Regions from separate parts of the Mus musculus genome. Here region 1 is linked to region 2. A link is a contact called in public promoter capture Hi-C data. All regions are on one chromosome and are shown on one strand. Each heading gives the region's core, a stretch centred on a gene start, on an enhancer-like site or on the middle of the called end of the contact. The rest is flanking DNA. Distances are from core to core; before and after follow the strand shown. Region 1 holds the start of Magi1 (membrane associated guanylate kinase, WW and PDZ domain containing 1). Region 2 overlaps Magi1 (membrane associated guanylate kinase, WW and PDZ domain containing 1).

Evidence for each region. Promoter capture Hi-C pulls out the DNA fragments that hold promoters and counts their contacts.
Region 1: a promoter capture Hi-C map of liver shows a contact between it and region 2, with 2.2 times the contacts expected there. The contact joins the promoter of Magi1 here to the enhancer-like site in region 2. A contact is called at or near these places in 4 of 39 promoter capture datasets (the 3T3-L1 cell line, cranial neural crest and liver) and 1 of 484 Hi-C or Micro-C datasets (uterus).

The regions. Positions count from the first base shown.
Region 1 is chr6:94,282,379-94,286,259 of GRCm38.p6, reverse strand. Magi1 (membrane associated guanylate kinase, WW and PDZ domain containing 1) reads left to right here and starts at 2,343. Exons shown (of 24, transcript NM_001029850.4): 1 at 2,343-3,250. The coding sequence starts at 2,938. Gm31661 (a long non-coding RNA gene) reads right to left here and starts at 2,339. Exons shown (of 5, transcript XR_377886.4): 1 at 1,331-2,339.
Region 2 is chr6:93,769,005-93,772,983 of GRCm38.p6, reverse strand. It overlaps Magi1 (membrane associated guanylate kinase, WW and PDZ domain containing 1), which reads left to right. Exons shown (of 24, transcript NM_001029850.4): 7 at 3,441-3,476. Among named protein-coding and RNA genes, the nearest start is that of Gm23035, 23 kb to the left of the region's middle. Within about 2 kb of position 2,158, at least 55 of the 459 cell types and tissues checked have an H3K27ac peak or open chromatin away from gene starts, as enhancers often do. A contact at or near this core is called in liver, where this site is marked.

The DNA of each region.
Region 1 (3,881 bases), core at 1,094-3,593, 510 kb before region 2:
GGCTCACAACCATCCCTAATGAGATCTGATGCCCTATTCTGGGGTGTCTGAAGACAGCTACAGTGTACTTACATATAATAAATAAATAAATAAATCTTTAAAAAAAAAAGAGCCCTTGAACTTGTAAAATGCTACAAAATTTGAAGACATGGGACTTTGAAAATCTATTTTATATTGCTGTATCAATATTATAATGGCATCTTGGGTACAAAGGCAGGGAAGGTTACAGTTTAACAGTAATGGTTGACAAAGAGTGGTGGGTTCTGCTAGTGAAGTTTTTGTCAACCTGAGGAAAACCTAGACACAGCTGGAGAAAGAGCATGGTAGCGGACCTGGGGAGTAGCTATGCCTATAGGGCATTCTCTTGATTGCTGGCTGTTGCAGGAGGACCCAGGCCACTGTGGTGGGTGCCATCCTTGGGCATGTGGACCTAGGATGTAGAAGAAAGGCAGCTGAGCAATCCAGGAGAAGCAAACCAGTAAGGTGCATTCCTGAGCTCTAAGTTCAAATAGACCCTTTTTGACTAAGTCGGTTTTGGTTAGTGTTTTATTATAGCAACAAAAAGCAAATTAAAACATCCTAGAGATGCTGATGGCTAGATCTCTGTTAGGGTTTGGCAGTTAGGTTTGAAGGGACTGCTCATTTGACCTCAGTAAAACCAAAACCAACAAAACCAAAAAGCAGCCCCCCTCCCCCAACACCACTATCACCACTTGGGGGAAAACACAACCAACCAATCCCCCAAAAACAAAACCAAAAAAAAAAAAAACAACAACAAAACACCAGAGACATGAAATTCCTTTCACCTTTTCAAATAATCAGGAGCAAGACGGTTTTTTGTGTGTAGCCAGTCTTAGGGAGCCCAGGCCATCCTCTCCTAGACTTTGCCTTGAATTCTTGGTCCCCATGCCTCAGCCTCACAAGTACCAGGATTACAGATGTAAAACGCCAGGCCCTCATTCTTATTAACTTAGAATAGCTCTCTAGAAACAGGGCTTGAAGAGCTTAAATGTATGCTTATGTTCTAGAGAGGGGATTACAACCCCAACCACTAAGGACTCTGACACCCCCCCCCCCCCCAGTTATCAGACTGTGAAATTTTATATGCCACCATAAATTATTTACTTTGCAAGTTTCCAGTGCCTATGTATTATTTCTAACAACTCTGTGTGTGAGGTGGGGTGGGGTGGGGGTGGGGGTGGAGGAGGGGGTGGGGGTGGGGGTGGGAGTGATTGTATTCCTCCAGCCTTGGCAAGTGGAAGGTCTTCACTTAATGTTGTACTTAAGATGCCTGCGGAATCTGAACTTCAGACCTATCCTCTCGACCCACCTCAGTGACATCCTCATCTCTCTGAGTGGCTCCAACTCAGCTCCTTTTATCTAGTAGATTCTCAAGTCCGTGACCAAAGAGGAACTCATTGGAAACCACTGAAAAATAAACAAAACCGCTAGGGCCACCACTGCACTGGCTTCTTGGCGGTGGGGGCTGTTCTTTCTGTCCCGGCCTCACCAGTGCCCCGATTACTGGACCCCGCCTCTGGGCGGCGAATTCCGAGGTGGCCGGCTCGCCCACGCTTGTGCAGGACCCGCACCCTGCGGTGATCTTTACTCCCCAAAGCAGTGCTTAGGTTTCTCGGCTCTCCTAGAAGCCAAAGGGGGCTGGCCACCGCCGCCCCCTTTGCTGGAAGGACAATGAGAGGCCAGCGAGAAGTCTTAGGTAAAAAGGCCACGCTAGCTTTGGCTTTTCTCGCTCGCTGGCAGTTTTTTCCTTGTCCTAAAAAGTTGGCCCCAAAGTTTAACGATGGGAGCGTATGTGTAGGTGCGTTTGGTGGGCGCGGACAGGGATGCAGAGGGTGTGTGGGTCTTGTTGATTCGGGTCCTCAGGGTCACAGAGACAAGAGCCAGGCTCCGCATGTGGACTTGAACCCCTGGGCGGGGAGCAGGCGCGGAAATGTGGCGGAAGGCGCGTGAGCGATGGCGTGGCCAGGCACTAGCGGAGGACGAGGAGGGACCCGGGTAGGCAGCAAGAGTGTGAGCCCCGCGCTGAATTGGTCTCCCAGCCCCCACCTGTTTGAAACGATTTGCAAACACCAAAGCCAAATTCTCTGTGTTCCAAAAGTTCGAGAGCTGGAGTCGGGCAAGCACACGTGTTCCCCCAAAAGGCTCTGGCTGAGCCGACCACACTGCAAGAGGAGGAATTCTAGGGGTGCAGGGAGAGGAGCAAGTTGGCGTCAATGAAGGGTCGGCCCTAGGACCCCGCGGGAGGCGCGTTGGAATCTCTCCCTTCCAGGAGGAGGGGTGGGGCGGGCCTGCCCGCGGGCGGCCGCCGGGCGCATGCGCGCGCGTCTCCTCTCCAGCCGGCCGCTGCGCTCCGCCGCGCGGAGTAGAATGAACTGTAACAAAACAAGCCGAGCCTTTGTATCTGCTTAAAGGGGCCGCGGCCACTTCCCTCGCGTCCCCTCACCCCCGCCCCGCGCCGTCGCGTCTCCAGGGCTCCCGGCAACTAGCTTGGAAAGGGCTTCCCTCGCGCTGAGGAGCGGCCGGCCGGCGCGGAGCAGGCGCGGCGTGTGTGGAGAGAGCCGCGGAGCGGAGAGCGGGCCCGGGCGGCGCCGGAGTGGACTCTGGTCCCGGGAGCGCGGTCGGCGCCGGAACGCGGACCCGGAGGCACCGGAATGCAAACAAAGCTCGCGGGCGCCCGTGCAGGGCTCTTCACGGAGCCCGGAAAGTTTGTTTTATGATGGCTTGAGAGCGCGAGAGAGTCGGGCGAGGAGGCTCGAGTAGCTCGCTCCCGCGCTCCGAGAGATGCTTCTCCCGTGAGCCCGCCGCTCCGGGGGCTCGTGCTGTGGGGGCACCTGTCTCTCGTTTTAGCAGTTTTCTTTTCTTTTTCTTTTTTTCTTTAATTTGAATTTTGTTTTCGAGGAGGGGCTGTAACTCATCATGTCGAAAGTGATCCAGAAGAAGAACCACTGGACTGGCCGCGTTCACGAGTGCACCGTGAAGCGGGGACCCCAGGGCGAGCTGGGGGTGACGGTCCTGGGGGGCGCGGAGCATGGGGAGTTTCCGTACGTGGGGGCGGTGGCGGCGGCCGAGGCGGCGGGGCTTCCCGGCGGTGGCGAGGGGCCGAAGCTGGCCGAAGGTGAGCTGCTGCTGGAGGTGCAGGGGGTCCGGGTGTCCGGCTTGCCCCGCTATGACGTGCTGGGAGTCATCGACAGCTGCAAGGAGGCCGTCACCTTCAAAGCCGTCAGACAAGGTAAGACGGGGCGTGCCTTTGGGGGGCGCACCCCGAAAAAGAGGGGAGGCCTGAGGGGGCGCCGTTTGCTCCGAGTGCTGTGAGCCAAAGTTGAGGCCCGGACCAGATGCACTCAAAGTTGTGAGGTTGTGGGCTGTGCGCCCACCTGCGTGGCGGGCTGGGGCCGGGGTTGCGCCGGGAAGCGGGGAGATGCTTCCCAGGTCTGGTTTGCCAACTTCTAGGTCGTAGCCACCTAGTGCTGCGCAGCCTCGCCTTCACCTTAAGGCAGATGGGGAACTGAGGGAGGCTAAGGTGGACGCTTCCCCCAGCCCCTTACGGGATGGATGAGCTCACGGAGCTGGTGGCTTGCCACTGCCTGTTTCCCTGAACTGGAGAGTGGGTCGTGGAAGGAGAGGGTCTATTTATGGTTGATTGGAATTCTTCCATCACAGAATTTGCCTTCATCCTGCAACCCCTCCAGGTGGGGCTGGGTTATAACCCACTGGAGTCCTTAATCCAGCCTCCTGCAGAGCCCGCAATCACCCCACAGCGGGGTGACGTCTGTGTCTCCTCCTTGTGGAGACCTACGGTGGGGGAAGGGGTGATTAGCGCTTGGCGCGAATCTAGTCCAAGTTTACCCAGCCACCTCCTC
Region 2 (3,979 bases), core at 909-3,408:
GTCAAGATTGCTTTCTGTTGTGAACTTATTAAAAGGCAAATAGCTTGCCTTGCCTTGTTGCTCATTATACAATCCTAGCATTTGAATGAATACTACTATTAATTGTGTATTAGTTGTGGAATAATTATAATAAAGTAATACATTATAATATGTATTATAATATATAACATATGTGTATATATACATATATATGTGTGTGTGTGTGTGTATAATAACATATTTACCTGTGAGATACCAAAGCATTATTAATTTACCCTGTAGTGCACAATTGTTTCATATGCATAAATGGTGATATTTGGAAAATGCAAGCTAATATTGCAAAGTAGTATACAGTTAAAAGCCTTGTACTCTGTGATTTTTCTGTTACATATGGCTACAGATTTTGTTCAATAAATATAGGTTTGCATGTTCATGTTTATTGGAACAAGTTCAAGTGGAAATATATGTGTTTCTAATTTGAGGCACAGTCCACATGCTCATTTTACTCCAGTTCCTTGCTCCCTTAGCTGAAGAAGGAAGGAATGAACTAGGTGTGTGAGCAGATCTGTGTCTCATACGTGGGGAGTAATGGCCATCTGAGTATTCAGTGATTCTGTTTAATATAATATATAGGTAACCAGTTTTCAAAGATGAGAACACTACAAGGTTTCTGTGAACTGTACTTTAGTACAACTTCATGGAACAGGTTTAATATCTTTGACAAGAGATGAGTTTGAAGGCAGTTTAACCATTTTTATTACATTGGATCTTCAAAGTCCATGTCTACCATAAGTACATGGGAAATGTATGATAATAGATGATAGAAGGCCTTTCATTGAGAAAACTGCTGTGGAACGGGTGCATTAAGAAGGGCTACAGAAATTTTTTTTTTCACTAACAGCATTTTCCTTGACACAAGTATACATGCATATCCAGTGCAGGTCATTCAGTAATTATCTCATCAATATTAGAATCACATATTTCATTCATTTAGAATGATATATGAGTGCATAGACAGCATAAACACATAGTCACATAATGGCAGCTGTCAGTTTGTGGTTTTGCTGTAAGCACAGAGCTGCCTTGCCTCACTGTTTGCTGTCATGATCTGGATCAAGAAATTCTACTTCTCACACATACTGTGCCTGCAAAGTACTATACAGTTAAAAGTCTTATACTCTGCTCCACCTGCCCATGGAATTTTATTCATAAATATAATTACTCCTTTGGTCATCAATATTTGTCTAGCACCATTAGAAGTCTTGACCTTCCTTGTAGTATCAGGTCAATATTTTTAGTTGCCTGTGTTTTTGCTCCAGCGGGCTGTCTCAAAGAGATTTCTGACTCAGGATAATTAGAACTGAACTATTGACCCTATACTCAATGCTCCTCGTGTTGGTTGGAAGTAAATGGGTACACATTCAGGAATCCAATTGATCCATCACCTTTCTTCACCTCCATTTCTAATGCACGAGTCAGCTCAGTTCACATGCTTCCTTAATATGTCTGAAATCCACTCCATCTTTTCTTCCCCACCTGTAGAGCTCCTAGCTGGGTTACACAAGTCTCCTACCCAGATCCCTTCCTTCTGCTGCTCTCAGCAGTTGGTTGCTTTGGGGGTTGTTTTGTTTTGTTTTCTATGTCAGTGTGAGGGTGTCTTCTCTGCACTGCTGGGGCCTCTCTGGTTGCTTAGTAACTGCCTGTTCTGGTCTGCCTGTCCAGCCACCCTCGCTCTGCTCTGCCCTGCCCTGCCTTTTGCTTTGCACTCCCTCTAGACCTCGCTGAGTTGCTGCCTAACAGTTGGATGCTCAGGGCTTCCTCCTTAGAATGTGGTCACATTGCTCACAGTTGCTGAATATCTTCTATGTGAGACATCCATCCGTTGGAGACCCTGCAGACATGTCAGTGAATGCGACAGCAAAGCATCCGACTCTCACAGAGCTTGAATTGAGTGGTTTTCATTGACACCCATGCATCTTTCACATTGTAGCTCAGATACCATTTCCATGACCTTGGCTTCAGATACATACATTCACGTCACTCTAGTGTGTAGCGTACTCTGGAGACTTAGGCATGGTCTTAATTTCACTGAATTTTGTTTAGTTTTGTACATGTCTTTTCTTCCAAAAGAGTCATTGTATTTGTGCCAGTTTTAACAGTTGCCTAACACAGTGGCTGGCACATACTCACTGGGGTGGGGGTGGGGTGAGCAAGCCTTCCCGTGCACCTCATTAGGTAATACTAAATAGGCAGTTTTGCATTTTGTAATATCTTTGAGGTTTCCTTGTTCTTAAGTGGGAAGTCACTTATTACAGACCTTATTTTATTTAAATCTGATCATTTAAACAATAATAACAACAAAAAGAATGCTATTCAAAACTGATTGCTCATGCCAGCTGGGCATGGCAGCCTGTCTGTAGACTCTACCAGGAGGCAGAGACAGAATCCTGAGGTCAAACTAGCTACCAGGATTAGCTGATTAATGGTTAGTATCTAAGACAGTCCACAGTGTACCCTGAACACTGGCATATACACTGGAAAGAGGTTTGAACCCCCTTGCCTCTGGGGTCATGTAGCTTCCTTCCAGGGTAGGCGACAGCCACCTGCTCTCTGTAGCTCGGGAGCCTTTAACAACAAAATGAATGTTGTGTGCTGTGCCATGTTCTCATCTCAGTAATAACCAACTTATTTTATTGACAGCCAGAGGAGGTCAGAGGTGACTTGTTTTGCTAGCTGAAATAATTGAGCACAATTTACACTCAACTATGTCTGAACCGTTGGCTTAGAAAGCTTATGTACAAATCAACAAACAAACTCAAATCGGTGAGCTCTGCCTGCCATGATGCCCCTTCAGCGCAGCCTTCAAGCATCATTTCCTTGATATGTATCACCGTGGCATAGTTGATCTTTCTCCCCCTCTTGAAAGGCACTGGGGACATTATACAATCTCCCTTTTCAATTTGACCTCACTTTCCCTTTTCCAAGCCGCATTACTTTTAAGTTAAGTAATGCTCTAATTGCGAGTGTAATTGCTTCTGTGATGAGAGGATTATTGAAGGATTAAAAGGACCTATATCGAAAGGTCTCACGGCTTTGTCTGCTGCAAATAAGGTCTGTAATAAGTGACTTCCCACTTAAGAACATAGAAACCTCAGAGGTATTTGTCATCATTTACAACCAATCAAATAACATTTTGACATGCAAGGAAATGAGCCGTCTAATTATTTTGCCAATATCAGCTCTTACCATTTTGTGATTTACACTGAGGTCAGAAGTTTACTAGCCAAAGCCAGTGAAACTAACCACAATTCAGGTAAGGTCGCTGTAATGATGTTTTTTTTTTTTTTTTTTTTTTTTTTTTTTTTTTCCTGCTGTTTTTCTAATGGAGTTTCTCTCTTGGTGCTGGTGTCTGAATTTGTCTTTCTCTTTTCTGTCTCATTCCTGCTCTTCCTTTGGAGAAGAAGGGGTACACACCGAGGAGCTGGACAGTGAACTAGGTAATGCCTTGCACCCGCTTGATCCCCTCTCTGCCTTGAGTGCCCTTCTCCAGTCACAGGCTTCGGCCTGTCTTGCCCATGAAAGGCAGTGCACTTGCTGACAGGCATGAGGCAGAGCTGTATGTAATACACGGTGTTCACAGCGAAACCGTGGGAACAGAGTGAGACTAGAAAGAGTAAATTAGCGATAAATAGCCCTTAAATTTAGAATTGGAGAAGAAAATGAAGGGATACTTGCCATGACCCTTGAACTTTCATATAATCTGTCTTCGCTTCATTGCTTTACTTGTGTAGTGTGTAGGGTTGTTCGTATGAATAATGTAAACAAGCCAAGTAAAACAAAAGCTCTGGAGTTAGAGGTGATGATCAGTGTGCTAGCGGAATAGAATAATTCCAGTGAGGGGCTGCACGGGTGATGAGTCTTACGATGGTATTGTGTTTAAGCCACGGGCTGTGTGCTGCTGACCATGTCACTGCAGTGAGTGACTCTGGCAGCAGGTGCA